3 separate regions of the Sus scrofa genome follow, and regions 1 and 3 are each linked to region 2. Evidence: chromatin contacts called from public HiChIP or PLAC-seq and promoter capture Hi-C data. All regions are on one chromosome and are shown on one strand. Each heading gives the region's core, a stretch centred on a gene start, on an enhancer-like site or on the middle of the called end of the contact. The rest is flanking DNA. Distances are from core to core; before and after follow the strand shown.

Region 1 (4,887 bases), core at 528-3,027, 290 kb before region 2:
GTATAGGTCGCAGACACAGCTTGGATCTGGCGTTGCCGTGGCTGTGGTATAGGCCAGCGGCTACAGCTCCAACTAGACCCCTAGCCCGGGAACCTCCATATGCTGCTGGTGGGGCCCTCAAAGGACAAAAAACAAAAGACAAAAAATAAAATAAAATAAAATAAAATAAAAACCTCGTATGCTCTCTTAACTACCGCATCATCTACACCCTCTGGATACAAGCTGCCCCGGGACTACATGGAGGTTAGTGAACAACCTCCACATACACCAGGTCTGAGCCCCAGAAGGGGGAGTCTCACCTTGGAACAGCCAGGAGTAAAGGCCCCAGGGACTCCAAACAGCACCCCCTTCTTGCCCTTGAACAGCTCTGCCAGGTTCACCTTTTTCTCAGGCTCCCCTTCAAACACCACCACCGATGGGATGGCATCTCCCACCTAGAGGCAATGACAGCCAGGTAAGGGGGTGGGTGCGAGGGAGGCCAAGGGCACGGTGGTGGGGGCGGGGGGCAGCACAGAGGGCCTAGTAGCCCTGCCCAGTCAGGGGAAGACACCCAGCGGCAAAGTCCAACCCTGTCAGAGCTTCAGAGATGCCTCCCCAGCCGCCACCTGGTTATCCCACACCCTTCAGGTTTCAAGGTGGCCCGATTCCTCTTAAGGGCCAGTTGGTGACAACAGAAGAAGTGGGAGAAGGCCCCCCTGGGTGTCGCAAGAGGTTGAGTAAACAAGCGAACTTACAGGAAAGGAGTGGGATAAATGGGCAGGAGGAAGAGGCCCTAAGGGACCCAGAGGGAAGGGACACTGGCCATGTCTGAAGGTCCCACCCCAAGAAGAGAAAAAGGTAGGACAGCAGAAGAAGGTGGGAGGGTTTGGGAGGAGGGATGCAGGTCCCTATAACCAGAAGGTAGAGAATGAGCAAAGGAATCTCTGGAAGGGGGGAAGAATCAGTGGACCTGGGAGTGTGTGTGGGATTCATGGGGCCAGAGGAGGTAGACAAACCGGAGGAGATTCGGGGGTGAGGGGAGAGCCTCGGAGAAACGCAGCAGTTAGCTGGAGGATGAAGCAAAAGGAGGAGGGGGTCTCAGAAGACGGTGGGGCAGGGGGAGTCCCAAGGAGCTGGGAATGGTCCCAGGAGATTAAACTTGGCAGAAGAGTGGGATATCCAACAGCACGACAGAGCCAGAGGGAGGGTATAGGGGAGGGCACCTATGGGGGCTGGAAAGGGCAAAGGAGATGGTTCCATATGGTGGGGGAAGCCATACTCAATCTCCTGAAACTGGTGGAGACCCATGGAGTGAACGGGGAACGGAAGACGAGGGGAAGGCCCTGGACCATGGGGACTGTCCCAGGTGATGGGGGGTAGGGACCCGAGGCCGGTAAAACTGGCGAAAATGTTGCAGCCACAGGGTCTGTTGAAGAGATGAGAGGGACAGACAGGCGTGAGGTACCTCTAGGGCGGCGGGTTGGGGCCGGAGAGCAAGAAAGAGGGTGTCTCTCTCCGAGACAAGGGGGACGAAGGGCCTTGGAGAAACAGGCGGGGGAGGTGGGGAGGACGAAGATGGGTCGGGGGTCAGGACTGGCTGGTCCAGCAGTCACCTTGATCGGGGCCATGGCTACACCGCGCTTCTCAAATCTCGGACCCTGCCAAGCGTCCACTCGAGGTCTCCTTCCAGGCACCCTCGGCTCCCGCCGCTGCCACTGCTGCACACTCAACGGCAGTCGCCCGGGAGCCCACCAAACCTGCCGGGCTGCGCAGAAGGCGCAGCCGCACCAACAGCCTGCGGAGCCTGGAAGCCCCAACGGCTCCACCCCCACCTAGAGGCTGAGTCGGAGGCCTGCCCAACGGGCTACGTAACCCGGCGAAAGGCGGGGCAAGGGGCGGGGCTTGGACGCCCCAGGTGGCCGGCGAGGCGCCGCCACTGCGCAGGCGCGGGCGGCGCGCGCAGGGGCGGAACTTTCGGCGATCTCGGCGGATTTGATGTAGGGACGGGATCAATGGCGCACCTTCCTGTAGGCGGAGCCTTCCGCTGCCCCGCAGCTTATTTTCCTTCAAGGATAGGGTGCCTGTTCTGATGGGCAGAAGTTACAAATTGGGGCGGTATTTCCGTTCCTTCACCGAAAGCGAGGACGAGGTGGCGAGGGGAGAGAAACGGTGGTGTCAGGCGCCTGTATGCGAGTAAAACATTTTTATTTTGCATTCAACGAAGACTCCTGCATCCCCGCTGTTTTACACGTAATTTGCATTGTACACGATTTGTAGCAATTGGAGGTCTGTCAGCCAAAACCACTGGGCCTGCGTCATAGCAAGCTCCTGCTGAGATGCTTCCGGGAGCCGCGCGTGATCCCATCCCACCTCTTCTCCCGCGAGCGCAAGAAGTTCCAGCAAGTTCGCTGTTTCCGCTCCTCCCACATGTCCGATAGGCTAGAGCGGAGCGGCCGGGAAGTGACGCCAGCGGGATCCGGGCTCTTTCCGGCTCGGGCTTGGCGAGAGCGCGTTGTGGCGACATGAAGCTGCTCACCCACAACTTGCTGAGCTCGCATGTGCGGGGGGTGGGGACCCGTGGCTTCCCACTGCGTCTCCAGGTACCCGCTGTCGGGGGCGACCTCAGGCCCCCTCTCCCGGGCGCGGGGTGGGGGGCGACTAGGAAAACCAGGATCCGGGCTTTGTCTGACTAAAGTCTCTCCGCCCCGCAGGCCACCGAGGTCCGCATCAACCCCGTCGAGTTCAACCCGGACTTCGTGGCGCGTATGATACCCAAAGTAGAGTGGGCGGCGCTTCTGGAGGCGGCCGACACCGTGAGGACCCTCCCTCCCCTGCACGTCCTCGGGGGTGGTGTCCCTGCAGCCCTGTACACCAGGCCAAGGAGCCTGGCCTCGGGGCGAGGGTCGGGGATCCCCAGAGATGATTTAGGCGTCTTGCCCACAGTTGCATCTGGTCGAGGTGCCCAAAGAGCCGATTCAGGGATACGAGCACGATGAGACATTCCTGAGGAAGATGCACCACGTGTTGCTGGAGGTGAGAACCTGCCTGTCACTTGCTTTGCAGCCCTGTACTCACACCTGGAGGCTGCCAGTGCTCAGCTTTGTAACCCTTTTCCTGCAGGTGGATGTGTTGGAGGGCACCCTGCAGTGCCCAGAGTCTGGACGTTTATTTCCCATCAGCCGTGGGATCCCCAATATGCTGCTGACGGATGAGGAAACCAAGACCTAAAACGGTGCCGGGCACCAGTTTGTCATTCTGTGACCGTGTGTGTTTTTGTGTACATAAGTCTTGTTTGCTAGTTCCTTTGTATCCCCGACCCCGGGCCCAGTGACACACCAAACACAGTGTTATTGAGCTCGATATTATATTCTTTTTTCTCATTAAAGGTTCAAAACCAAAAGCGGTTTCTCTTTGCAGCAAATATACATTAAAATAGAGTCTCTGTACAGCCAAGGGCTCTGGGCCCTGGCTTGCCCCATGTCCCTGCGCCTCCCTGGCCAAACCCAAAAATAAATATAGTGTTATTGCTCTGCAGGGCATAGAGGCAGTGCTCTCCCTACCCCCTGAGGAGGCTGGGTGGGAGCTGATGGGGGGGCCCTGGCCACCTCAGGGGTCCAGGGGCTGGAGCCTGCTTGGAGTTATTGCTTCAAGGGGAGGGGGCAGTAATGCCCAATGCAAATGATGAGGAGAAGAGCGAAGAGAGCAGGGGCCTTTGCTCTCCAAATCCCCCTCTGGTCTGGAGAGGAAGTCGGAATAAGCAGCAGCAAAAGCTTCACCCACTGGGAGACTGTGGCCTCCACTCCCTTCCCTCCCTGAGATCAGGCGTCTGCTCCCCCCCCACCACACACACAAACATGTCCCCTGCAGCCCCCTATGGCTTCCGCAAGGCCCCCTACACTCTGGGGGCACGTTATGGCTTGCGAGGGGCAGCACTGTGCCCAGAGCCTGGGCACACGTTGCCAGCTTCTAACACCCCCTGGGAGGGGGGAGGGAGGGCGTAGGGCCTGCTCCCAGGGGCTGATGGTGTTGCCCTGGCCCTGCCAGCAGGCTGTGGCACTGCCCAGACCCCAGCTCTGCCCCTCTGGGTGGACCCTATGCTGAGCGGGTCCTGCCAGCACCCCCACCCGTGCCCAGCCCTTGCCTCAGTCCATCATGGCCTCGAGCATCTCCAAGAACAGCTTGTGCATGGGCACCTTGCCCTCCAGCTTCACCCCATAGAAATGGGCCAGCACTTTGCCCGCTGTCTGGCGAAGGAGTGGCAGCGTGAGCAGCAGCCTGCCTGCCCGCCGCCGCTCAGCCCCGCCTCCGGGGCCTGCCCGGCCAGCTTCATACTCCAGCAGGGCCTCATGCAGAGCTTCTCGCAGCTGCTCCACAGCCTCAGCATCTTCAATGTGCACAGAGTCTGGGAGGAGAGGCAAGAGCCGCTGATTCCAGAAAGGGCAGAGCCATATCTATGGGTACTGCTGGATAGGGACCCAGGCAGGACCCAGACAAGGATTTGCTGGGGCTCCACTCACTGCGCCTGCCCATGAGCCCGGGCCCACCCTCTCTCCCTGAGGTGCAGCCTCCTATCCCCATCACTTCCTCCCACTAAATGGTTCACCTCTCTGCAGAAGGAGGGGCACTAGGGCTCAACTCCTACCTGCGGTTTCTGGGCCTGCCCTTGCCTGGCTTTGTGACTTTCAGCACATCACTCTTCTTTCCTAAGCCTTAGTTTTCCTTGTCTGCAAAATGGGACTGTGCTACCATCAGTGTTAACAACCCCAGGGCCTTATGGAAACACCTGTCAGCAGCTGCCCCAGACTCACCTGAGTTGGCAAGGGCCAGGGCCTTGAGCAAAACATACTCCTCACGCTCCAGCCGCAGGGCCTGCAGTCGCCGCACCAGTTGCAGCAAGGCAGCCCCCAG
Region 2 (4,757 bases), core at 1,195-3,694:
CCCCCCAACATCCTGCCCTCTCTGAGGCCAGGCCCAGCGAGGAGCAGGTCTCAAGCAGGCATGCTCCTGCCCCTGCCTCTACCCAAGGGCTCTTCCTGCCCCCTTGGCCAGGCTCCCACCTTGATCTTCTGTTGATAGATGTTGTCGTCCTCGGCATACTCTTTGTACAGGACGGAGAGCTCCAGTCGCTCCGAGACCAGAGGGTTCTGCACAGCAATCTGCAGGGGCAGGAAATCCATCAGATGCTCTGACAGGTGAATGCAATGACCCACACCCAGCAGCGAGAACACCTGAATGACGGTGCTGGGCCAGTCACTCAGTAGCAGTGACCCTCTCCCCTACAGGCGTTCCGTACCCAGAACAGCTTGGAGAGGAGGGGACTTCCAAAATAGAGAGAAACAACAGGCCGCAGGCCCAGCTCCTGCATCCCCAGAGTAGGGCCGCTGGCCACAGCCCCTCACCTCTTGCTGAATTCGGTCCTGCTGAGCCATGATGGCTTCATCATAGGCAAGACAGTTAACACCTGGAATAAGGAAGAAAGCCAAGGTTTACAAGGGGCCCTGGTTAGCCCCACTGTGGGCAGCTGTGTCGAGGACAGGAGCAGCCCAGGCCAGGAGAGCAGACCTGGAATGTGGAGGCACGTGTCAAACCCTGCCCCACCCCAACTGTGTGATCTTGGCAAGTCCTTTCCTTTCCTGGGCCTTCGTTTTCTCATCCTTAAAATGAGGGGGCAAAGGTGACCACTCTTCTGGCTCTAACAACCCCCCTTTCCCCTTGCTTTCTAACAGCACTTCCCAGCAGCCTGGGGAGGCCCTGGAGCCAGGCGGGGTCTCTTGGGGAAAGAAAGATGAGGCAGCAGAGTCCTGGGCCGGATGGGAGCTTCCTGTGAGTCTGCACTCTACCCAATCACACCCCTCCTCCTCCTCCTGCCATCCTGGGGACTTTTTTTTTCTTTCATTCTCTTTTGGCCACACCCACAGCATATGGAAGTTCTTGGGGCAAGGATGGAATCCAAGCCGCAGCTGTGGCAACACCAGATCCTTAACCCACACGCCCCGCCAGGGATCCAATTGGCGCTTCCAGAGACAAGCCAGATCATTAACCCACTGTGCTACAACAACTCTCCATCCTGCATACGCCCATTTTAGATAACAAATGCAGACAGGTGACGTAACCCCCCCAAGGTCACAACCAGAAAGACCTGTGGTCAAATCCAGGTGTGTCTCATTTCAAAGTTTGAGCTCTTCACAATTACTCCCCCGGGGCCACCTGAGTGCAGAGGCCTGTCCTCGGCTGGAAGCAGGGACTGATACCACCACCATCCCCTCAGCGAGATGTCCTGAGGAGGTGGTTCCTTAGAGGCACACTGTTAAGTGCTCATCCGTGAGTTGAGCAGGTCCACCCTGTGGGCCCCACTCTGAGCAGCCACTGGGGAGAAGCCAAGGGACCTGAATCCTGGCCCCAGCTCTTTCTTAACTTATGTGGTTACAAACAAGTCCCTTCTAGTGGGACGGGTCTCCCAAAGTTCAGTCCTTCAAGTGTGCAGTTAGAACAGGAGGTGTGTCCTGAATGATTTTTAAGGCCAATACTTTTAACTTTGAGCATCCTGGATCCTCGGCTGGGCCTCGACCCATCGCCTACACTGCCCTGCAACAGGAATGTCCCTCTCACCCTGAGGACCTACTCAGGCCCCAGAGTCTATCTTGGGGTGAAAAAGAAGAGAGTGGACCATTTAAAAGGACCAGCTCTTCAGGAGTCTAAGGATACAACGCCTAGTCAGGCGGAAAGGGGCTGCAAAGGCAGAAGAAGGGGCTCTACCGAAAATGAAGGCTGCTGCCCTCAGGGGCACACACCGGCGGCCGCTCAAGACCCCAGGGCGCCCGCAGCATCCCCGGCGGCCTGCCCAGCCCTTTGTGCTCCGCAGCCCGGTGTAATTCGACGCCCTCCCGGGCTTGGGTTGGTCTGGAGAAGGCAGGCGGCCGGGCCCAGACTAGGCCTGGGCCTGACTGCAAGGACCAGGGCTGGACGGCTGGGGACCCCAGGGCCAGGCGCCCGGCGGAGAGGGGGCTGGGTGGGGGGCGGGCGCGGCCCAGGCTCCGCCCCGGGAACGCGCAATGGGGAAGAGCCGGGGGCCCGGGCTAGCACTGCTCTCTCGCACGCCGCCCGCCCGGCCGGGGGTCGCGGCGACCGCTCCTTCCATTGTGAGGGGGAGGGGAGGAGGCGGCGGCGGCGGCGGAGGAGGTGGAGGAGGAAGGGGCCATAAGCGCGCTTCGAAGCTGGCCGCTCCGCCCTTGGCCTCCTCGTGAGCCGGTGACCCGGCATCGCCCCCGCTGGCCTAGGCCGGACAGCCCTCCCCGGGTGGGTACCTTCAGAGTCGCTGCCCAGCGGCTCCTGCTTCTGCTGCTGAGGTTCCTCCGCCGCCATCTTTAAACAGCGCCGCACTGCCGACCACTTCCGGGTTACCAGTCGCCCTCCTCCCGGAAGAGAGCCCCTCCTTGTGGCACCTCCTTAGTAACGCCCCTAGCAACAGGATCCCCTTAGGCGTTGCCACCTGAGGGGCTCCCAGTCCCTCGGGCTGCGGTGGAAGCCGAGCGAAAGCCAGGCAGTCCCCGCCCACCCTCCACCCGCAAGCTTGCTCAGCTCCATCATCCCAGGCTCCCAATGTGCCCGGTAGTGATAAGAGCCTCCTGGGGCCGCTTCAGTTTTCTTTTCACTGGAGTTTGAAGCGCGGATTGTGTTATTGAGATAAGCAGGAAGATGAAATTAAAATCACTGAAGGCAACATTCCTGCTTCGGGCTCTAGAACTCATTTCAGGCGCTTACAATGAGGATCACCTGGCGTTAACATCAGAGCCCTGGGCATTACCGCCCCTCTTCCCTGAGCCTCAGTTCTGAGCGGGCATTGGTATCCTGCTTCTGGCAGAAAGAACATGTCCCTTGAGGTCAAAGACCTAACTTTGGACTCTCTGCCCTTATGAATAGGAGGAAATTAGAGATTTGGGGGGGGATTGTTTGGTTGTTAAAGAAAGGAGTTGAGGGAGCTCCCTGGTGGCCTAGGGGTTAAGGATCTGGCATTGTCACTTCTGTGGCTTAGGTCACTGCTGTGGAGTGGGTTCGACCCCTGGCCCAGGAACTTCTGAATGCTGTGGGCACAGTCCAAAAAAAAGAAAAAGAAAAGAAAAAGAAGGGTTGGTAAGAAGGGAAAACAGATTAGTGATTGCCCGGGCTTAAGGAGGAGTTGGGGGCAGAAGGGAAGTGGGTGTGATGGTGAAAAGGAAACAGAAGAGCCTCCTTGTGGAGATGGAAATGCTCTTTCTCTTGATTATATATGAATATCCTGGAATGTGCGGTACTATAGTTTCAGGTGCAAAGCGCTACCCGTGGCGGGAAGTGAGTAACCTGTAGACAGGGTAGACGGGATCTTTATGTGTCTACTCAGATTGCCTGTGAATTATCTAAAAATAAAATGTGGAGTCCGCATTGTGGCTCAGCAGGTTAAGAACCCAACATAGTGTCTGTGAGGTTCGATCCCTGGCCCTCGTTCCGTGGGTTAAGGATCTGGCGTTGCTGCAAGCTGTAGTGTAGGTCACAGCTGTATTCAAACGCCTCATTGCTGTGGCTGCGGCGTAGGCCGGCAGCTGCAGCTCCGATTCAACCCCTAGCCTGGGAACTTCCATATGCCGCAGGTGTGACCTTAAAAAGAAAAACAAAAAAATGTGGCAAGGCCTTGGGTGCTAAAGATGCTGTTATTTAATGAGGTTACAATCTGGGGCTCAGCTTCTCAACTTTTCACTATGGAGGGCCTTTTTGTGACATGATAGTGATATGTTAGCACTTGAGGAGGCTGTGCCTGAGCCCAGTCAGACCCCTCAGTTCCTGACAGCATGGGAGCACAGTGTGGCTGAATGTCTTCGTGAGCTACATCCAGCGCTGGAGCAGGGGCAGCTGGTGCCTGGGCTCATCACACAGCCCACAGAGGCTGTCTGGGCAACACTAGGAATGCCAAGTCTGTGTCCAGCAACATTGCAAATTACTATGTATTGGGTCACTGAACCTTGGGATTGCTCCAAACTCAAGAAAGCCGAGGGTCCACCATTCGGACCCCATGCCCATCAAACTGCTCATTCCCTTTCCCAGTTTTAACAATGAAATCTGTAACCGCCAGTCGGATTGTCAGTCAGTAGCACCTGTATTGCCGAAGGAGAAGCTAAGACAGTTAATGACGAAAAGATGATTTCTATTTGGCTTTTTACAAAAATCTTGAAAATAGCTATACGGCAACTCCACTCTTACCCACACTCCTTGTTTTGAGTAGGGAGTCCAGTTCTGGAGAGAGAGAAGGAATCCCCGTTGTGGCCCAGGGCTGGACTGCAGCAAGGCTGCCGACACCAAATGAATGCCTCCCTCCCACACAAGGGTCTGGGGCTCGAGGAACAGACCTGCCCCCTCAGCGTATACAGGGAGTGCAAATGAGGCCCCCCTCCCCCGACCTGCTGCCCAACTCCCCGCTTGTCAGGCAGAATGGGAAGGAAATGGCCAGAGAGAAGCTTTGGCTCTTCATCCAGCCCCAGGACGGTCAACTTTTGCCCCATTCTTTTGGTTTGGTTTGGTTTTGCTTTTTAGGGCTGCACCTGTGGCATATGGAAGTTCCCAGGCCAGGGGTCTAATCAGAGCTACAGCTACCGGCCTACACCACAGCCACAGCAACGGGGATCTGAGCCGCATCTGCGACCTACACCACAGCTCACGGCAATGCC
Region 3 (4,998 bases), core at 2,389-4,888, 260 kb after region 2:
GAGAGCAAAGCAGATTTGTCTAGGTCATGGTGTTGAGGCTTAGCATTTGCACAAGGTCATACAATTAATGAGACATAGAAGATTGAAATCCAGGTATCTCAGCTGTTCAAGTCTGTGATTTTTTTTCTTTTTTCTTTCTTTTGGCTGCACCCACGGAAGTTCTGGGGCCAGGGAATAGAACCTGTGCCAAAGCAGTGACAAAGGCAGATCCTTAACCTTGTACACTACAGGGAACTCCCCAGTCCGTGTGTTTATTATCATGTTATACTGCCATTGCTAATCTGACATGAATATAATACAGATAATGTCAGTGCTGAACAGGTGGTCAGAGTTCTTTTTAACTTAAGAGTTAAGACTGAAAATACAAATTACATATTCATATAGCTGATTGACATGTTAGAACAAAATGTTGAAAACAATGCCATAAAAAAAGGGTACACAGAACAACGCAGTTTCATGAGTGAGGAAAGATTTAAAGCGAAACCTTTTTTTTAAGTTGTTCAAGGTGTTTTTGTTTTGAGTTAATTTCCATGAACAGATACAAGAAATGTAGCTTTATTTTGGGGCTATGATTTTTACAGCAATAATAAAGAAGTCTTGGAGTTCCCGTCATGGCTCAGTGGTTAGAGAATCCGACTAGGAACCATGAGATTTCGGGTTCAATCCCTGACCTTGCTCAGTGGATTGAGTATCCGGCGTTGCCATGACCTGTGGTGTAGGTTGCAGACACGGCTCGGATCCCCACGTTGCTGTGGCTCTGGCGTAGGCTGGTGGCTACAGCTCTGATTGGACTCCTGGCCTGGGAACCTCCACATGTCACGGGAGCAGCCCAAGAAATGGCAAAAAAAAAAAGACAAAAATAATAAAAATTAAAAAATAAAGAAGTCTCTTGCAAGTTATAGAATTTCAAAGGCTATAGATAACAAACTATTAAAGCACTTTTAAAGTTCAGACAATAGACATTTATCTATACTTGATGTCTAATACAGTGACTCTCATCCTGAAAAGAACTCTAATTATTTAAATTATCTTTCACCTCAACCTCAGATTTCTGCCTTTGAAATCTTTGCTTTCCTTCAAAGGCAGAAGTCTGGGAAGCCAATCTTGGCCCCTGACCTTCTCCAAGCATAATTACTACCGGCTGCACTAACACTTGAGTCAATGGACCAGAGAATGTTATCACTGACTATCTACCTTTGGACAGGAATTAAATATCTAAAATTTGTTACTGGACAAGTCAGTCAGGACACAAGTGTTTCCTGCAGGCACCAAGTGACCACTTACACTTCCTTTTTTAATTTTGGGAAGTCTCTAAAACCAAGACAAGCTTGGTGAAAGAAAGTAAAGCTGAAGGTTATCGTCAACACTTCTACATTTTTTTAAACAATCAAGGTAGATTTTTTAAGAATCCTTTTTCAACTAATCAAATTTTGGAATAACAAATTTCATCTTATTTTCATGGTGCAGAAGCCTGAGACATTTCCTCTGAGAGATGGGAAAAACATTCTGCAAGGAGGAAGAGTTCTGCAATGAAACGATGACTATACACTGCAGTGTCTTAAGCTAAACTTTTCAATTCGTGACCTGACAAATAAGGATCTTGCATTGAATCCACTGTTAACGATTTTTAGACAATATTAATACATATTTGCAATGGATAAGAGTTTAAGGTAGAGTATCAGATTTATTTCTCAAGTGAATCAAAAATTTAAAATCAAGAGGTATGCCCAAGTGAACAGTAAGTAAGCCATGACAAGTGATTAAAGCCAAAACACCAAGTTGCTAAGTATATAGGAAAGCTGCTGTTCATCTGGATCTTTTCCCAGAACACAAAAATTTGAAGAAACAGTGGTGGTTTAAAGGGGACAAGGGTTCTAAATTTGCTGCCTCATTCCTTTATCTGGACAGCTAATCTTGACATTACAGAAGCTTCCTCTGATAGGGTTCTACTGAAACGGCCATAAGCACACTGGAAAATCCAAATGGGTACCAAAGCTCTTATGTGGAAATCCACTGTTGAAAATTCACATAGAGAATATTTTTAAAACTCAGATCAATTCTGTCCTTTAGAACAATCAACCCAAGATTCTGCCAAAAGAGACAATGAAGTATTTAGAAACCTCTCCAAATCCTTTAAGGTGACTAAATAAAGAGCAAAATTATCTGTACTCTCCTGAGCTTATGGCCCTTCCTTTAACAAAAGGCTTTTTTTTTTCTTCGAAGACTGAGTTCCTTTAAGAACCACCACCACCTGCTCATGGTGCATTTTTTTTTTTTTTTTTCAGGAAGGCATCTGCACTGCAGATCTCTGCACGAGGGGAGCTTGCCAGCCAGCTCCCACCAGCAGGCAGACGCGTATACAATGGAAACTAAAAGCGGCCTGCAGCTTCCCTCCTAGTCTTTCACAGTGATGGGAGGAGAAGGGGGTTCAACCAGACCCTGCTTTGTCTGAATCTTCTCTCCCTCCCCTCTTTCTGCGGTAACCCCCCCCTTTTGTTATATTTCGATCATTAACAGCCAACGGAAAGCATGAAGTTAAAACAGGTTGATAGCTTGAAATGACTCTATTCCCGTCTAGAATATAAGAAGCTAATTACATGTCCCCACCCCCACGCCGCGCCAGTGAAGAGCAGGCTGTGTTGCAGATGCAGCCACGGATCCATCTTGGACCATCAGCGGCTCCCTCCCAAATCTTCCCTGAGATATTCTCATCACGCCTCCCTCTACCCCGCAGCCTCAGAAAAATCAGGCATTTAGAGTCTGGCCGCAAAAAATCTAAGGAAGATGAAAACAGTATAGAAAACACTGTAGCGTGTTTCCATGAAACTTCCTCATCCTCCCCACGGGCAACCAAAAAAAAAACATTTTTTTTGGAAGACTACCATGCATGTCTGATTATGTCAACACCTGCCTGCGTGCCTGCAATGCAACCCTTTCACCGCCATCCCCTCGAAATCGTTAACGAATCATCTCTTCGACCACCAACCTGCCCCAATCCTCTCAATCTCGCTAATGCTCCACTAAATCACCCCGGTTCAGTGGACGGCTCGCCCGCACTAATGTCCTTCCCCACCTGCACCGTCTTGGCGTTAACGCCCACTCTCTAGAACATCCCCTCCCCCAACCTGTTTTCCTCACACGCCGTTATTTCCTCACCACCAGCACCACCTTACACGCCCTCCCCTTAGCCCATTTTCCAGACGCTCGTTCCTGGGGGCTAAGGCCCCCGTAGGCAAGGGTGACTCGCCGGCCTCACCCCCCAGGACCCCCCCCCAAGCTTAAGGTCCCCCCACGGCGCGCCTCACCCGCACAGGAGGAGCCGCAGCTCTTCGCCCCCAGGGCGGGGCAGGCTCCCGGGCTCCCACCGCCGCCACCGGGCGCAGAGGACTCGGCCCCGGAGGACGACGAGACGGACGGGGACTGAGTGGCCGCCGACAGCTCCGCCATGGCTGCGCGAGCAAGGGAGGGAGAGGGGTGAAGAGAGCTGTGGGACGGGAGAGAGGAGGGGAAAGAGAATAATCGAGTCCGGCAGCTAGCTCTCCGAAGTCGCTTCGCCCCTCCTGCTCCGAGGACAGACTCCGACAGACTGACTGACTAAGCCCAGCGCCGCGAGAGGGCGGGAGCGCGAGCGCGCAGGCGCACAAAGGACCCTCGGGCGGGCGGCGGTCGCCTTGAGGCACCCAGCGACGCAAGGCGCAGGCGCAAGAACAGTTCCCCCCCCCCCCGCCCTGTCCCCTCCGCTAAGCTCCTGCTGAGAAGGAGGGGCAAAACCCGCCCGGCGCGGCGTTGAGGCCGGAGGCCGGGGTGGGCCGCGCCCCTCAGGGACCGGGCGCAAGGGGCGTGGCCAAGCAACAAGCCCCGCCCACCACTGCGGGCAAAGTGGGAGGGGGGCCTGCGGTTTAGAGCTTCGCGGCTTTTTATGTGAATGCGTTGAGTAAACTGATTACGTGTTTTAACGGTAGAAATTTATTTTTGCTTCCATTAGTGGAGAATATTTTTCCTGCAAATTCTAGAGCCCAAGTCTTTTGTCTGATGCTTCCCCACCCCCACCCCCGTGACTCTAATAAAGTGAAAACCACAGTGAGGGCCCATTCTGCAAGGTGCTTTCTGAATTTTTCTGGATGTGTCATAATACCTCATCACCATGAGGCAGCCATGACACGATCTCCCATTTGGCAGTTGGAGAAAGACGCTGCACAGAATGAAAAACTATTACTCATTCCAGTCACATTGCATTGCAGCTGCAGAACCTGCTTCAAATTCTTATCGCCTTAAAAAGAGGGGTCCACCTTGGGTCCTAAGGTTGTCCGTTTCTCTTAATAGACTAACAGGTAGAGAAGACATGTTCTGATTGAAAAAGAGCTGAGCTAATGAGAAAAAAAGAGCCAGGAGATAACATCCCGGCTCTGGTTATGGGGGATGGTAAAATGAAAAATGACGTAGTAAAAATTGAGAACGTGGCCCAAAAGACACATAATTCAATTTTATTCGTAGCCTAAAAGGCGTCCTTAACAGAAACTGTATTTGAAAGCGGATATCTAGCTTATGCTGGATTTTGTTCATTTTTTGGCTTCTCTTCCATTGGCTTGCAAAAGTCTCCATATACCTGGTCAAACGATTTGAAATGTGCACTATTCTTTTAAAAGGGGGAAAGTAGACTGGAAGTAATAAAAAGCAAGGCTATAGGCCTTGTTATTGCTAAGGCAGCAATCGATGACCTGATTCGGCAATTGCAGGATCAGCAGATCCTGTAAAGATGCAACCTCATGAAGGCGGAGGTAGTCAGCCAAGCAGTCTCACAGAGGAAAAGGGATCTGACCAGTGGAAATCTTCTAGAACAGGCAGTGGACTACATCTGCCCTTGACAGGTTTTAAGGTCAGGTAAAGCCCAGACAGGAAAAAAAACTCCTGGCTTTTGAAACACTCTAAAAAAGGCACAGAAGAATATTTCCCAAAATAACTTCATGGCAAATATCTTACTCTGGCACTTACAGCATC

The links. Promoter capture Hi-C pulls out the DNA fragments that hold promoters and counts their contacts. HiChIP or PLAC-seq counts read pairs in DNA pulled down with a chosen protein or histone mark.
Region 1: a contact with region 2 is called in an H3K27ac HiChIP or PLAC-seq map of alveolar macrophages. The contact joins the promoter of PRDX5 here to the promoter of OTUB1 in region 2. A contact is called at or near these places in 4 of 47 Hi-C or Micro-C datasets (embryonic fibroblasts, liver, omental adipose tissue and 1 more) and 1 of 2 datasets of contacts at active chromatin or transcription factors (alveolar macrophages).
Region 3: a contact with region 2 is called in a promoter capture Hi-C map of liver, with 2.6 times the contacts expected there. The contact joins the promoter of RTN3 here to the promoter of OTUB1 in region 2. A contact is called at or near these places in 2 of 5 promoter capture datasets (fetal liver and liver) and 1 of 47 Hi-C or Micro-C datasets (blood).

Annotation. Positions count from the first base shown.
Region 1 is chr2:7,800,178-7,805,064 of Sscrofa11.1, forward strand. PRDX5 (peroxiredoxin 5) reads right to left here and starts at 1,778. Exons shown (of 6, transcript NM_214144.1): 1 at 1,593-1,778; 2 at 300-434. The coding sequence starts at 1,607. It overlaps TRMT112 (multifunctional methyltransferase subunit TRM112-like protein), which reads left to right and starts at 2,007. Exons shown (of 4, transcript XM_003122572.5): 1 at 2,007-2,579; 2 at 2,691-2,792; 3 at 2,923-3,012; 4 at 3,100-3,379. The coding sequence starts at 2,502. The coding sequence ends at 3,207. It overlaps ESRRA (estrogen related receptor alpha), which reads right to left. Exons shown (of 6, transcript NM_001170521.1): 5 at 4,788-4,887; 6 at 4,122-4,381. The coding sequence ends at 4,122.
Region 2 is chr2:8,093,111-8,097,867 of Sscrofa11.1, forward strand. OTUB1 (OTU deubiquitinase, ubiquitin aldehyde binding 1) reads right to left here and starts at 2,445. Exons shown (of 7, transcript NM_001162403.1): 1 at 2,367-2,445; 2 at 462-523; 3 at 120-218. The coding sequence starts at 2,424.
Region 3 is chr2:8,351,282-8,356,279 of Sscrofa11.1, forward strand. RTN3 (reticulon-3) reads right to left here and starts at 3,639. Exons shown (of 11, transcript XM_021082903.1): 1 at 3,306-3,639. The coding sequence starts at 3,447.